2 separate regions of the Acanthopagrus latus genome follow, and region 1 is linked to region 2. Evidence: chromatin contacts called from public Hi-C data. All regions are on one chromosome and are shown on one strand. The core of a region is the stretch at or near the end of the contact, and the rest is flanking DNA. Distances in the headings are between cores, read along the strand shown.

Region 1 (6,811 bases), core at 1,354-3,853, 160 kb after region 2:
CTTCATCTTCATCGTTGTTTTACAGACCCACACATAGTGGCTTTAAATCAACCGAGGACACAAAAAATCAGCTCAAATCTTTAGAGGAACACGTCACCCAGAATGTCTCTTATCACTCACTAACTTAGCTTCTTAACACAAGTTTTATGGACATGTGGTGCGGAGAGGAAAGACTTATAAACACGCCGCTGTTGTTGACGGGAAACAGTTGTCGTCAGAGTGAAACTGGTAAACGGTGACGACCTCAGCGGTGCGTTCATGAGCCGCTCCTGACAAAAACATCATCAGCCTCGTCCTTAGAAACCTCCAAAGAGAAGAACACATTTCAATCTGAATACATTTGTTATATTGAGATCACAACAAAAGCATCTGAAGTCGTATCCGACTTTCTGTGCAAACATCTTTTCTTCAGGCAGTAGCTGATAAGAAAACTAAAGATTTTGGGTGACATCTTCCTTTAAAAAGCCTCCGTGCCGTCTCATCCTCAGGAACAAAGTCTCGACCACAGATCTACTAACGAACATTCAGCGCAGCGATCGTTGACTGAAGCAGGAGAGAGAGAGAAGGAAGTTTTCTTCCTCCTCCATGAAGAACCGTTCCAGACTCGATGCGGCGTCCTCGTCTCCGCTCGAGTTCAGTCTCATAAAAAAAAGTCTCTCGTCGATGTCGGATGTCTGATTCTGACTCCGTCCTGTTGGCATCAAATCAAACAGTGGACTGTGAAATTCCTCTCCGGAGCTTTTTCCAACGATGACAACGGAGACGGAGGAATTAAAAACTTTGGCCGATTTAAAAACCTCTCCGTCCTCCCTCCGTTTGTCTCTCACTCGATCTGACAGAAGACAGAAAGACCGAAGGAAAACAAACTGTTTGCTTCTGCTGTCAAACTTCTCCGTCCATTTGTCCGTCCGTCTGCTTTCTGTCTCTGCGTCCGTGTCTTGGTCTGTGTTGCACCGTTGGAGGCCAGCAGGGGGCGCTGTTAGGACGCCTTGCCCAGCTCTATCTTCTTCTGGATGACCCGAGCAGAGTGGTAGATGAGCGAGTCGATCAGACCGGCCACTGCAGGAGGACGAGCAGACGGTACAAGTCAGATTTCACTCTCTTCATCTAACAGTTACATTTTGCTACATGACCTGGTGACGTAGAGGGACTCACCTGTGAATACACCTCCGATAATGGCACACACTCCTGTTAAGAAGTGTGTGAACGATCTGAACAGAAAGAGACGGAGGGATTCAATTAGCAGCAACATTTAATGAAGCTCACGTTCTTCTTGTATCGATGAAACAGTAAAAAGTCTTAAAGTCTTTTAAAAACCATTAGTTCATTGTAAACCAGGTGTCCTACCTGTGTTTCTCTGTGAATTTAACCATCATGGGCGACAGCTCGTATAATACGAACACTCCCGGCAGCCCCTGGTCTCCTATAAGCCCGTTGGCCACTTTTTCGTGCCTGGTGACGGAGAACTGGTTTGTTTTCACCACCTGTGAGAAATAAATGCCAACAAAACAGTTTTAGACGGATGAGAGGACGTTTGCTTTATGATACAGTACATGTTTTAAGTGTTTTTTGCTCATTAAAACAAATCTACAAAAGAAAATGTTTCAGTGCAACACTTTTTCTTTGACAATTTGACCCTTTGACATCAAAGAGATCACAGTTACATCCTGCACGTACGTCATCACGTCAGAATACGACACACGTCTGTATCTTTACTGACTTATTTTGAGTTGTTATGATCGTATGGATTCCTGGAGATCTCGATTATGCAAAATACCAACCGTACCGCGCTGAACTAGTTTAGGTCTGGACTGAAAGAGGACTCACCTCTCCGTCGGTTTTCACGTAGATGGTGGGGACAATTTTCACAAAGTACTGGTACATCATCGACGCTGTGGAGACAGAAAGGAGACGTTTGAGATCAACATGTTGTTAATCATCTCAGACGAAACAGTTGGTAAAGAAACAGCAGTAAATAGATCAGATAAATGATGTACAGTTTGTTTGTTTTTGTATTTATGTGGGTTAACTGAGGCTCGATGTTGGGTTTAACTTTGAATATATTTAACAAATAAAATGTAAATATTACTACAACCGACAGTCCAAAAGGTTGGGTTGGTTGGCATTAAAAAAAAAACACATTTCATTTATTGTTTTCAGAATCAGAGTCGCTCTTATTGCAGAGTAAATTCACACACGAAGAACTTGCTGTTGTCTGTGTTAATGTTAAAAATAGGGCGCCTGTGGCTCAGAGGTGGAGCCAGCGTCTTGTTATCAGAAGGTTGCTAGTTCGAATCCCCTTGGTCTGCATGTTGAAGTCTCCTCGGGCAAGATACTGCATCCCAAAAGTGTCTGATTAATGCTGTAAATTTAAAAACAACTTAATAAAAATATAATAGTTTGACCTGTGCTGCGCAGAGTTTCAGTTGAGTTTATGTCAAAAAGGATTAAAATATCATCACATTCTGTTTTGTTTATGTTTTAGTGTCCACACTCTTTTTAAATGATGGTTGTAGTACCGACATGCACCACAGGGGGGCGCTGTTCGCCTCCTCCTGCCGGTGATCGCTCCTCTTTTATCTGCCTTCCTCTGTCTTTCTCTCCTTCCTCTATCCGGTTATGGAGGTCTGCTAGAAAAGACATTTAAACCCGAAGCTGTGCTAATAAAACACACGATCACCCTCCAGTCGGGAGAAACTCAAGATAACCAGGTTTACCTCACACACTCGTATCTGAAGGTAAGATCGGTCTGAGACGAAACCGTCGAAGAAGAAGAGACTGAACGTGACGTGTTTATCTGTCAAGGCCAACGGCTGACGTTAGCCTGTTAGCTAGCATGCTAAGCTAGCACAACAACCTACGTGCTAGGATTAAAATAAAGTTAATTTACAGAATTGATTTTAATGTTTGCTTTTGTAAGTTACCGTTTAAAGAAACCGCGTTAAAAACAAGCAGCTGTGTGTTTCGTCTGTGAAATGTGCTCACAGACGTTAGCCTAGCTTACGAGCTAATGCTAACTAACTTGCCTCACGTTACACATTTAGCCACACAGCTTAATCATTAACGTTAATCAGCAGCTTAACTCCAAGATCTTATTGCTAAGGCGATGCTTATAGTTAGTTAGCTTGGGTTATAAACAGCCTGTAGAAATTGATTTAATAACACGTTAATGTTTAATGTCAGACAGCAAGCTAACATCAGGTACAAAAGGTCAAACGACTGACAGGAAGCTAACTTACTCAACACCTTTCACACTTGATGAGTGACTAGTTCACATTGTGCATCATTGTGAAGCAAACGTCGAGCAAGAAATGATTTCAGTTAAATACACGACAAAATATAGTTAAAAAGAATCAGAACAAGTTGTAAAATGGATGTAATATCACACAACTCTTCTACTCTGCAGGGCAAAAAAGCAAATGATGTCAAATTATAGCAAAACATAAAAAGGTCTGCAGGAGGAGGTCCGAAATAAATATCGCCATTTACAGTTAATGTGATTGTGATGTAATTCATGATTTTTTTTTTCGGATGATTCAATTTTACGTCACAATTTTCACTGTCAGTGAAAAACTAGTAAAATCAAGATGAAATGATATTTGTCCTGGTCTCTGCCAGACAAACATGTTTTATAACATCTAGAAAGCAAGATGAACGATTATCTTAATGCCAACTAAATCTAAATGCCCTAAATTTATCTTGTGATGAATTATTTATTGAAAGCACAGAGTGTACACAGTGAGCTGAATGGATTTTGGACAAAGTGTTTGTCTTCTGTGTTCACTGAGCGTCTGACATGGTTTGATTAACTTGAAGGAAACATGAGCAGCTGAATCCCACAACTCCTCTTTGTTACTTCACAACACAATATTGGCAATAATATCAGCTGTAAAAACAAAAGGTCTGACAAGATCAGGCGATAAGTTGAGCATATTTCGAATTCTGTCACAAACTAAGAGTGATTCCTTGAATTCTGGTGAAGAAGCTTCAGCAGTCGCTTCTTCTCACGACCACATTTTGGCAGCAGTTCTGTTGTTATGTACATGTGAACAGAGCAGGTGATAAATCAGAGTGAACGATGTGGTCTGGCTACCAGTTCTGCAACCTTTAGATCTGCACAGCGTTTTGTTCCTATCAGATTACACAATGTGTCACTCTGAAAGGAAAACACCAAGAGTTCAATAGTCTAACACGTCCCCTTGTGTATTTTCCTCTGCAGATGCCGGTGGCTGTAGGTCCATATGGCCAGACCCAGCCCAACTGTTTTGACCGGGTCAAGATGGGCTTCATGATGGGGTTTGCAGTAGGAATGGCTGCCGGAGCCATGTTTGGCACGTTTTCGTGTCTCAGGTAAGTCTGAACTCACCCCAAAACTGTCCTGCTCTTACAGAAACTGCATATGTAATGAAACTGAAAATGTCAGATTTAGTTTCCATTAAGAACAGCTGATGTTTTAGAGCCAGTAAGAACCAGTTAATCAGCAGTAACTTCCCCAAAACATTCTAAAAATAAATTGTGCACATGAAGGCTCATTCCCCTCCAAACCTGTTTGTTACATTCCTAATACTGAAAGACGCAGCCAACTTTCCAGAAACCAATTTGTCATCTTCACCCTGAACATTGTTCAGAACTGTTGTCCACTTGAATGGAGGTAGATGACTTACTCTCCTCCTTCTGCCAAATAAAGAAAAAGGGACTAGTTCTGTTTCTCCCACTCTACTTTAAAAACTGTCAGTTTAATTATATAGCCAAACATCACAAGCAAATTGCCTCAGCGGGCTTTATAATCTGTACAGTGAACAACATTAGACCCTCGATTCCACTGAGAAAAAAACATTCCCTTCCTCTCTGCAGCCTCCTGCTCTGAGTTGTGGTCAGGATTTGATTACTTCCTGTCCATTTCCTACAATCCAGAAGTAGATGTTGCACCTGCTCTTCTTGGAATTTGCAGTGATGAGGACGATAAAGCTTGTACACAACTGAAACCATCTGAAAAAACACTGCAAGAGACACTTTGCAGCCACCAAAACCTCGACTCACTGTCCACATCTCACATCTTTTTCAACTACTAATAGGTCTGAAGTTGTGCAACGTAACAGCTGTTTCCTCAAGTTCATAAACAGAGCAGGTTAATGTGACCACGAACGGCAAAGAACATTAACGCTTACTAACCCAGTTCTTCAACAGGATGTTTAACTAACTAGTATTGATCAGCCATATCAACCTGACATTCATTTACATGTTTTATAGACTGTAAATCTACTTTTCGAGACACTGAAGGTCACTTCTTCCTGACAGAATGAGGTATGAGCCTGTAAACTTCAGCTGACACTAATTAAAAACTGTCTCTAGGATCGGCATGCGTGGCAGGGAGCTGATGGGAGGAGTAGGGAAGACCATGATGCAGAGCGGCGGGACGTTTGGCACCTTCATGGCCATCGGTATGGGCATCCGCTGCTGAGGAGGACGGGGAGCGACTTCCTCCACCACCTCCACACCACAAGTGTACAGCTATGGGACTCTTCCAATAACTACAACTACAGCTCTGTGTCTGCTCGATGCTACAACCGCTTCCCCATCTGTTTAGTTTTGTCAATAAAAGTTCAGTTTTGTCAAACACTTCTCAGAGTGGATGTGTTACACTTTGTGATGCTGCCGTCGTCCTGCTCCAAGAGACGGATACAAAACAGCAAATCTTGTCTTGAAGAAGGAAAATTCAAACTGTTTATCTGCTCAGTCTCGTGTCCCGTTCATCAGACAGAAGCTCTCTGTTTAGTCTAAATATGAGGCCGATGGAGTGAAACCAGGAGGGGTCACATCTCTTGTTCCATTTGGGTGAAACTCTTAAATTCAACTCTTTCAAAACCAGAAGCCGAACCAGAAACTACGTCTCTCAGAGCTCCACATCCAAAGACAAAACAACTGACCAAACTCTCCACTTCTATCACAGTACGTCTCTCTAATTCAGTGTTTCTGACATCTGCTGCTTTTCTTTATCATTAATGATGTGAACAGTCTTGGGTTTTGGAGATGAACACCTGAGGGTTAGAAACGCTACCATGTAGTGGGCAAAGACAGATCCCACAGCTCTACGAAGTTCTGTTATGCGTTTCCTCACTAAAACCATGAAATGACTGACCTTGTGGCGCTGTGACGTCCGTGTCGTCCAGAGGGTTCACGATGCCGGGGTAATCTTTACCGAACGACAGGTGTTTTATCAGATGGGTCATGTTTATCTGCAGGACGACAGACAGGAAGATTACAAGGTGACAAACTTCTGCAGTGCCATTAATAACATCTTCATCCCCAGACGTTTGTTCTTGTGAATAATTAAACTGTCATCTGAAGACTCGATGCACTGAACAGACTCAGATAACAGCAGCAAGTCTTTTCCTTTCAATAATTCAGGACTTGTAATGTGAATTGTTCTATGAAACGTTAATGGGAAAAACTAGCAAACAAATTGTTTAAGTAAGAAACAAAACCACAAATCTGTCAAACTCAAAAACATCAGTCGGGTTACTCACGTTGTCTAAGCCGAAACTCTGCAGGTCGTGTACTGCAATCACAAACAAATCACTTCACTGGTTAATGCTTCAAATACACAAACAAAAAAACAAACAAAGAAATAAATGCATGCGTTCTTTAACAGATGGTCAGAAATGTGAGTTATTGATCAGTTTGTGATTGGTTGCTGCTCATCGATTCAGCTGTTCGGTCTGGTTAGTTAGCAGAAGAAAGGCAGCGAAGAATAAAAAGCCGAAGCCAGAAGTGACACGAGTTATCTGTTCTCACGGTGACCTCTGACCTC
Region 2 (6,922 bases), core at 3,405-5,904:
AATATTTTAAAAGTTTAAAAATATGAGAGTCTGACATAAAAAAAATTTAAAAATTCAACTTTTCAGGAAAAAAAAAAATGTGACCTGGAACAAAAAAATCAGTGGGCTTCACAACTGAAAGGCACATAAGAAGAAATAGAAATTTGTTTCAGTCAGTTTCACACATGAGAAAAAAAAAGAAATTCTCCTGCCAGAACGTTTTCCTCTTGACATCACGATAAAAAACACGAGATGCAGACACAAAAGAGGTTGACTCATTTTTCAAACATGGAAAAAAAAAAACTGCCACAGAGAAAAAATGTTTTAGTTGTTTTTCGACATGAACAAAACTTTTGGAACTTAAAAAGATTCTCATGAGCATCATATCAGATCTGTTCTCCACCAGAACACTTTAAAATGTGATCAGACAAAAACCCCTTCACTTGTCCCTCAGGGCTTCCGTACTGATATCACTCTCACCACACAGCTGTTGACTGCTGGTTGTGAGATGTGATCAGATTTCTTAATGTTTCAGCTGTCTGACAACAGAAAACAGATGTTTTTAAAGACACCAACACCAGATCATGATGTGCCAGTTCACACAGGACTGTCATCATTCATCCTGTGTGTTTGGAGAAACATGGTTGTTGGTAAATGTTACTATGGTAAAACTGGAGGGAAAGCATGTTTAACTTTTTTTCACACAAAAGTCCATATCTGAACAGAAAGTCAGTGATCCACTTAAAATAACAGAAATTCTCTCTATAGACTCATGTGAATTACAGCAGAACAAGCAAGTTTGCATCATCGTTTACAGTAACGACTGATGAAAATCCCACTTCTCATGCAGTGATTCATGCAGTGCCTCATTACTGTAATTAAAGTAGTGAAGAGCAGCGCTGTATTGTGTCAGACGGTTTTCCAGGATTAAGATCAAAGTTGAACGCTATCTAATATCAACAGTGACTCATCACCTCTCCCTCTGATCACCTCCACAACAATGATTCAGACATTCTTTGTTTTTTTATTCTGCCTCTTATTTCCCTCTTTTCTTTTCTTTCCACATCTGTTCTTTCTTTTCTCTCTTCACCTGCTGCCTGTGAGTCATCTGATGCTCGAGGGGGAGGACAGGTGGAGGGCGAGGGACTTGGATTACACACACACACACACACACACACACACACACACACACACACACACACACACACACACACACACAAACACAAACACACACTCCTCTCCTCCATCCAGTAAATCAGATGTTATCTTGTTGACATCAGACTGTTTACAGGCCAGAAGAGGCACTTTCAGCAGAGCAGTGAGACAGGTGAGTCGGTCACGATCTAAGGTGCTTAGTCATTGTTAAATATAAACACACACACACACACACACACACACCCACTCAGATGTCACAGTGGTGAGTCAGACAGACCCAGATCCTGAAGGAGACCGAACTCTCTCTGTGAGTGTCAGCTGCTCGATGACTCAAGCTCACATCACTATGACTCTGCACAAATCTGTGTGCGTGTGTGTGTGTGTGTGTGTGTCAGGTGTGTTGCAGCAGTGTTGCACCAGCTGCAGTTCCTCTCTGCTCCACCAGAGAGCGCAGCTGACCACAGACCTCTGTTTGTCTCACAGACACTCTTCTGTTTCTGAAAGATGTCTGAAAAGTCTCTGAATTCGTCCTCAGAAAACAACTTCTGTCTCATGTTTCATATCCAGCGGCAGTGCTGGAGGAAACACTCACACTGAGTAAAGGTACAACACTGTAACATGATGTACTGCATTAAAAATCACATGTAAGTAAAATAACATACACATTGAAGGTTAAATGTGCTTAAAGCACCAAAAGTTGAAGTACCTATTGAGAAGTAAAACATTTTTTCCAACAAGATCTAGTTATTATTCCCTGAAGAATGAATGAACGTGTCAGGACTTTTACTTGTAACTGAGTATTTTTCCAGTGTGGTATTAATACTTTACTTCTCAGTGTTAGCAGCACAGCAAAGCAAAATATACACAGAGGGTAATTTAACAACAGGAAAAGAAGACAGACAGATGGAGATGGGTGCGTTTGACTCACCTTGATTGAAGATCTTTCACCTTTTCCTCAGGATGGCGAAGTAGTCGTAATATCCACGTTACATGAAGCTCCCCTGCACTGACTGTCACGTATAACTGCTAGCTAACTGGCATTTTTAGCGGAAGTTTGATGTTTTCACAAGTTTGTTGTTTCCTGCTAATTCGTTAGCTGATTCCGCCCGTTACGACCTAAACTGTCCATACCACTTTGATGAGAAACCGCATATTTTCCTTCAGGGAGTAATTCTAGCAGTGAAGGTGGTTCCAGGTGTGGCTGCAGCAGGTTGACCTGGGAGCGGCTCACCGTGCTGTGGTCTGAAGAGGCGGGCTGGGTTGATCCTGTCAGTAGAAGCAGAGGCGTTTCTTCCTCCTCAGCTCTTAGCCTACTGTTTTGACTTTTTGTTATAACCATACTATTCAATTCAATGTTATCATAATGCTTAAATCCTGCTTCTTTCGCCATTGTTGTAGCTAGCATTGCTAGTTTACACCGCCAACTGACGTTAGCTAGCCATAGAGGAAGAGCTGCGTTGTTACCATAGGAACCAATTAGTGCCGAAGCCACGCCCTTTTCCGGTTTTGCCCCGTGAGACCTCTCGACCTTAAAATATTTTATAACAATACATTTAAAACATGCATATAAACAAAAAGAAAATAAAGGCATTAACTTGACTGATTGCTGTGTGATGAAGATAAAAGGGAACTGCTGAAGAAAGTTGTGGTAAACTTCCTGGAATCTGGTTGGTTGCTATGGGAACACTTCCGTCCTGCCTTCAGCCGGCTAGCTAGCCAGCTAGCGTTAGCTGGCGATGTAAGTTAACAATGCCAGCTACAACAACGGAGAAACAAACATGATGTATGCGTTATTATAAACTAAAATTAAACATTTAAAAGCCAGTAAGCTGCTTTGTATAGATAAAAATCAATAAAATCCATTTAAAAAATAAAAATAAAACAGTAAACCAAGAGTTTGGTACTCCCGCCAAAAGATGAGGGGAACCAGAAAGGATCTTATAAAAACTTTGTTAGTGAATGAAGAGAGACAAATAATGTATTGATTCTGTTTGAATCACCTCAGACCTCGTTTCCAATATTTAATTAGCGTTATATATCTTGCATTTTCTAACAGCTGTCTGACATTTCAGGAACAAACAAATCAATAAAAATCAGAACCAGGCACATTAACAACACTGTGAGTCACTTCAGTCTGTAACTGCATTAGTCATGTTTGTGCACGAGTGTAAATCAAAACCTTTATACTACAACAAACAGTACTTTTATTTCAGCGTTTCATTTTGTATCAAAGAGTCTGTTATGATGCTGGTTCTGTTGTCTACATCCATCAACATGATCACTGACTTCAGTGAGACTTCACCTGGTTAAATAAAGGTTAAATGAGTCACACACACATGCACACACAGAACAATGACAAACTGTCCAACAGTCTGGTTGGCTAATGAATTTGTGTTTTAAAATAAATACTTCTTTGGGCTTGTGGCAGTGATGTGTATTAATTTACTATTATTTTAGTCTCTTTATTTGTAGAATAACTAACAGCATTGTTGGATTTCCTCATCGTATATTAAACTGTCAAATATGAATCAAGTTAATGGTTTCATTGAAATATTCTGCAGCTATGAAGCAAGAGCTGATAAAAGTGTGGGTGATAAATATGAGGAAACTGAAACTTGTACCTGGTTTACTGCACTTAAAAGGAAGGAGAGCGTCAGAGAAATGATGTTACATACATTAGCGTCTCTTCTGAGTTACTGAAGAGTCCATATGAAACAGTTCCAGATACCAAAAACACAGACAATGTGATGGTGAGTTGCCCCAGTTTTAATGTTGCAACCTGAGCTACAACATCTGCAACAAGATGAAGGAGACGGTCTCCTACACTCCTGTGGTTCTGGATCCAAACTCTGCTCATTCAGAACTCCTCATGTCTGAAGATCTGACCAGTGTGAGGCGTGCAGAGGGACAGATTCTGCGTTTACCACCCTGCTGTGCTGGGCTGGAAGGGCTTTGTCTCTGGGTTTCACAGCTGGGATGTTGAGCTGGTTGTAGCTGCAAAGTCTGTTAAGAGGAAAGGTGACAGGTGGGAAATAAAATTCTCAGATGGTACATATGAAGCCTGCCCCCCCATCAGCCAACTACTGACTCTCTTGGGGAAGATGTTTCATCTGATTGGAGTCAATCTGGACTTTGACAGAGGATGTATGATCGTAATGTTAACACAAACACACAAACATTCACTATTTAAACAGAGTGATGACATATGAAAACAACTCCAACACATGGATACTGTCTGTTAAATAGTTCAGTTTTACTTGTAGTTACAAACGTGATCTTGTTTTCATTGTTTTGAGGTTTTCTACTGACTCATCAATCTACTTCTTCACTAAAAATATTTATCACATGAACCATCGTCGGGGTTTTTACACCTATTTGTTTGTTTATGAGCAAAAGAGAGTCCATTTTGATAAAACATTATCCAGCTACTGTTCGACTGGACCATTTTAAATAAAAACAAAATGTACAAATTAAATAATAATAACAACAACAATAATAATAATAATATGTTTGAGTGGTTTTATGGTTGTAACCATAACATTTCACAGTTTGAATTGACTGTAGTCATGACGATGTGATGAGATTCCATCATCAAACTTGTTGAGACACTAAAGACAAACAAATCTACATACTGAGGGAAACTAAACTAACCTACTAAAGATGACTGACAAAAGCAAATCTTCACCCCAGACAGGTTACGTATTCAATGATCTCCGTCTGGAGGGTCACTTCTGTGATGCCGTCATCAGAGTCCAGGACGTGGAGTTTCAGGTCCACAAGATCATCCTCTGTGAATGCAGCTCGTACTTCCGGTGAGTCAGACATCTGATATCAGGGCGAAAGAATATAAATGAACATCCCTTTAAATAAGCAGAAAACCAAAATGATTATTCACAATAAGAGATGAACTGGTTTGATTCATGCAGTCAGCAGTTGTGATGAAACAAGTTGACCTAAGAGTGAGGACATGAATGACCTGATGAAGAATATAGACAAAATATTTTAAAAGAGAATTCAAAAGTATAACTTTAATCATGGTGCAGGCTCCCTGTCTGTCCATACAGTCAGATATAAAGGTTTAAATTAAGTTTTTTTTTTCCCCTGCCAGTTGAACATTGAGGATTAATTTTTAATTTTAATCTATATTTCATCTCTCAGTGCTTTTAATAATTCAATAAAAAGAGTCTGAATAATATTTACTTAATAAGGGAAAAGAGAAAAAAGAATGATGTCCATGAGCACATGTAGAATTTCCAGTTAATACAAAATGGAAAAGTAAGTTGATTTAATCCCAATGATTCCTAAAATGTGGTGATCAAACATTAGTTTTACCGCAGGACCTCATGTGACTCAGAAATAACCTCCTCACATTGGGTTTTGAGTCACACATTCACACGGGATAAGCAAAGTCTGTATTTTATTAGTTTTATTTATTAAATCGTTTGTGTGAGGATGACAGAAAGATGTTGAATACGGTTTATTTTCATGCTGACCCACAGAGCTCTCTTCATACGCTGGTCAGCTGCAGACAAGAAGGACTTCAACATCCACGGCCTGTCTCCTGCCATGATGCAAGCCATCATTGAGTTTGCATACACCGACTCTCTCTCCGTGACGGTGGACAACGTACAGGAGCTGCTGCTAGCAGCCGACCAGTTCAACGTAATGAAGATTGTACAAGCATGCTGCGACTTCCTGGGGGAGCGGCTCTGCCCGGAGAACTGCATCGGCATCTGGAAGTTCACCAGCATCCTCCCCTGCTTTGAGCTGCAGAGCAAGGCCTTCCAGTTCATCCTTGATCACTTTGAGCAGGTGATGTCCACTGAGGAGTTTCAGTATCTCTCTGTGCAGGAACTCACTGACATCCTAGGAAGAGACGACCTCAATGTGAAAAAGGAGAATACTGTGTGCGAGGCCATCTTTCACTGGATCACCAACAGACCGGAGGAACGAACAGAACATCTGCTTGAGCTCTTGTCTAAGGTAAGTTCTGCCACTAGCTTTCACTTGAATTTGGCTGACAGGACAATATCAATACTGTATGATCGCCTGGGTGCTTTCAAACCTGTAGCCCCACGACAAACACACTAAGAGCTGAAGTCATCTTAGACTACAGACTGTACACAAAGTGGGCAGAGCTGGTGGGTTGGAAAAGTGAAGCCACTGCAGTTTAATTCAAAGATTTTCTCTTGTTTTCTCCACGTAGGTCCGATTGGCCTTGATGAGTCAGGATCAACTGGGGACGACTGTGCTGGCCAATGAGCTGGTGAGGAGCAACGCTGAGTGCTTCAAAATGGTGACAGAGATCTTGGAAAACAAAAGCAGCCTCACCTCACCAGCATTTGACATGCGTGACCCTGTCGCTCGTCCTCGCCTGCCTCACGCCGTCTTGCTGGCCATCGGAGGCTGGAGCGGAGCTGATCCAACCAACTGTGTCGAGGCGTACGACATCCGCGCTGACCTCTGGGTCAACCTGACAAACGAGCAGGAGCGTCCTCGTGCCTATCACGGCACCGCCTTCCTCGACGGGTACGTCTACTGTGTGGGTGGCTTTGACAGGGCGGAGTCTTTCAACAGTGTTCGCAGGCTGGATCTGTCCACATACACCTGGGAGGAAGTCGCACCAATGCACTACCGCCGCTGCTATGTGTCCGTCGCTGTGCTGAATGGGTGCATCTATGCCATGGGAGGCTATGATGGACATGTACGACTCAGCACTGTAGAGCGCTACAGGCCCGACACCAACCAGTGGACTGTCATCACTCGCATGCATGAGATCAGGAGCGAC

What was found. A called contact is a pair of places that touch in the nucleus more often than the background predicts.
Region 1: a contact with region 2 is called in a Hi-C map of muscle, with 4 times the contacts expected there. The contact joins the promoter of romo1 here to the promoter of LOC119021851 in region 2. A contact is called at or near these places in 3 of 4 Hi-C or Micro-C datasets (liver and muscle).

The regions. Positions count from the first base shown.
Region 1 is chr6:3,039,514-3,046,324 of fAcaLat1.1, forward strand. romo1 (reactive oxygen species modulator 1) reads left to right here and starts at 2,604. Exons shown (of 3, transcript XM_037100703.1): 1 at 2,604-2,738; 2 at 4,220-4,350; 3 at 5,353-5,620. The coding sequence starts at 4,220. The coding sequence ends at 5,461. It overlaps ergic3 (endoplasmic reticulum-Golgi intermediate compartment protein 3), which reads right to left. Exons shown (of 14, transcript XM_037100701.1): 9 at 6,528-6,559; 10 at 6,140-6,236; 11 at 1,828-1,892; 12 at 1,348-1,484; 13 at 1,156-1,211; 14 at 324-1,059. The coding sequence ends at 980.
Region 2 is chr6:2,880,201-2,887,122 of fAcaLat1.1, forward strand. It overlaps LOC119021851 (kelch-like protein 10), which reads left to right and starts at 4,655. Exons shown (of 5, transcript XM_037102391.1): 1 at 4,655-4,946; 2 at 5,634-6,117; 3 at 6,341-6,922. The coding sequence starts at 4,795. LOC119021854 (a long non-coding RNA gene) reads right to left here. Exons shown (of 9, transcript XR_005075773.1): 2 at 4,786-4,959; 3 at 2,063-4,137.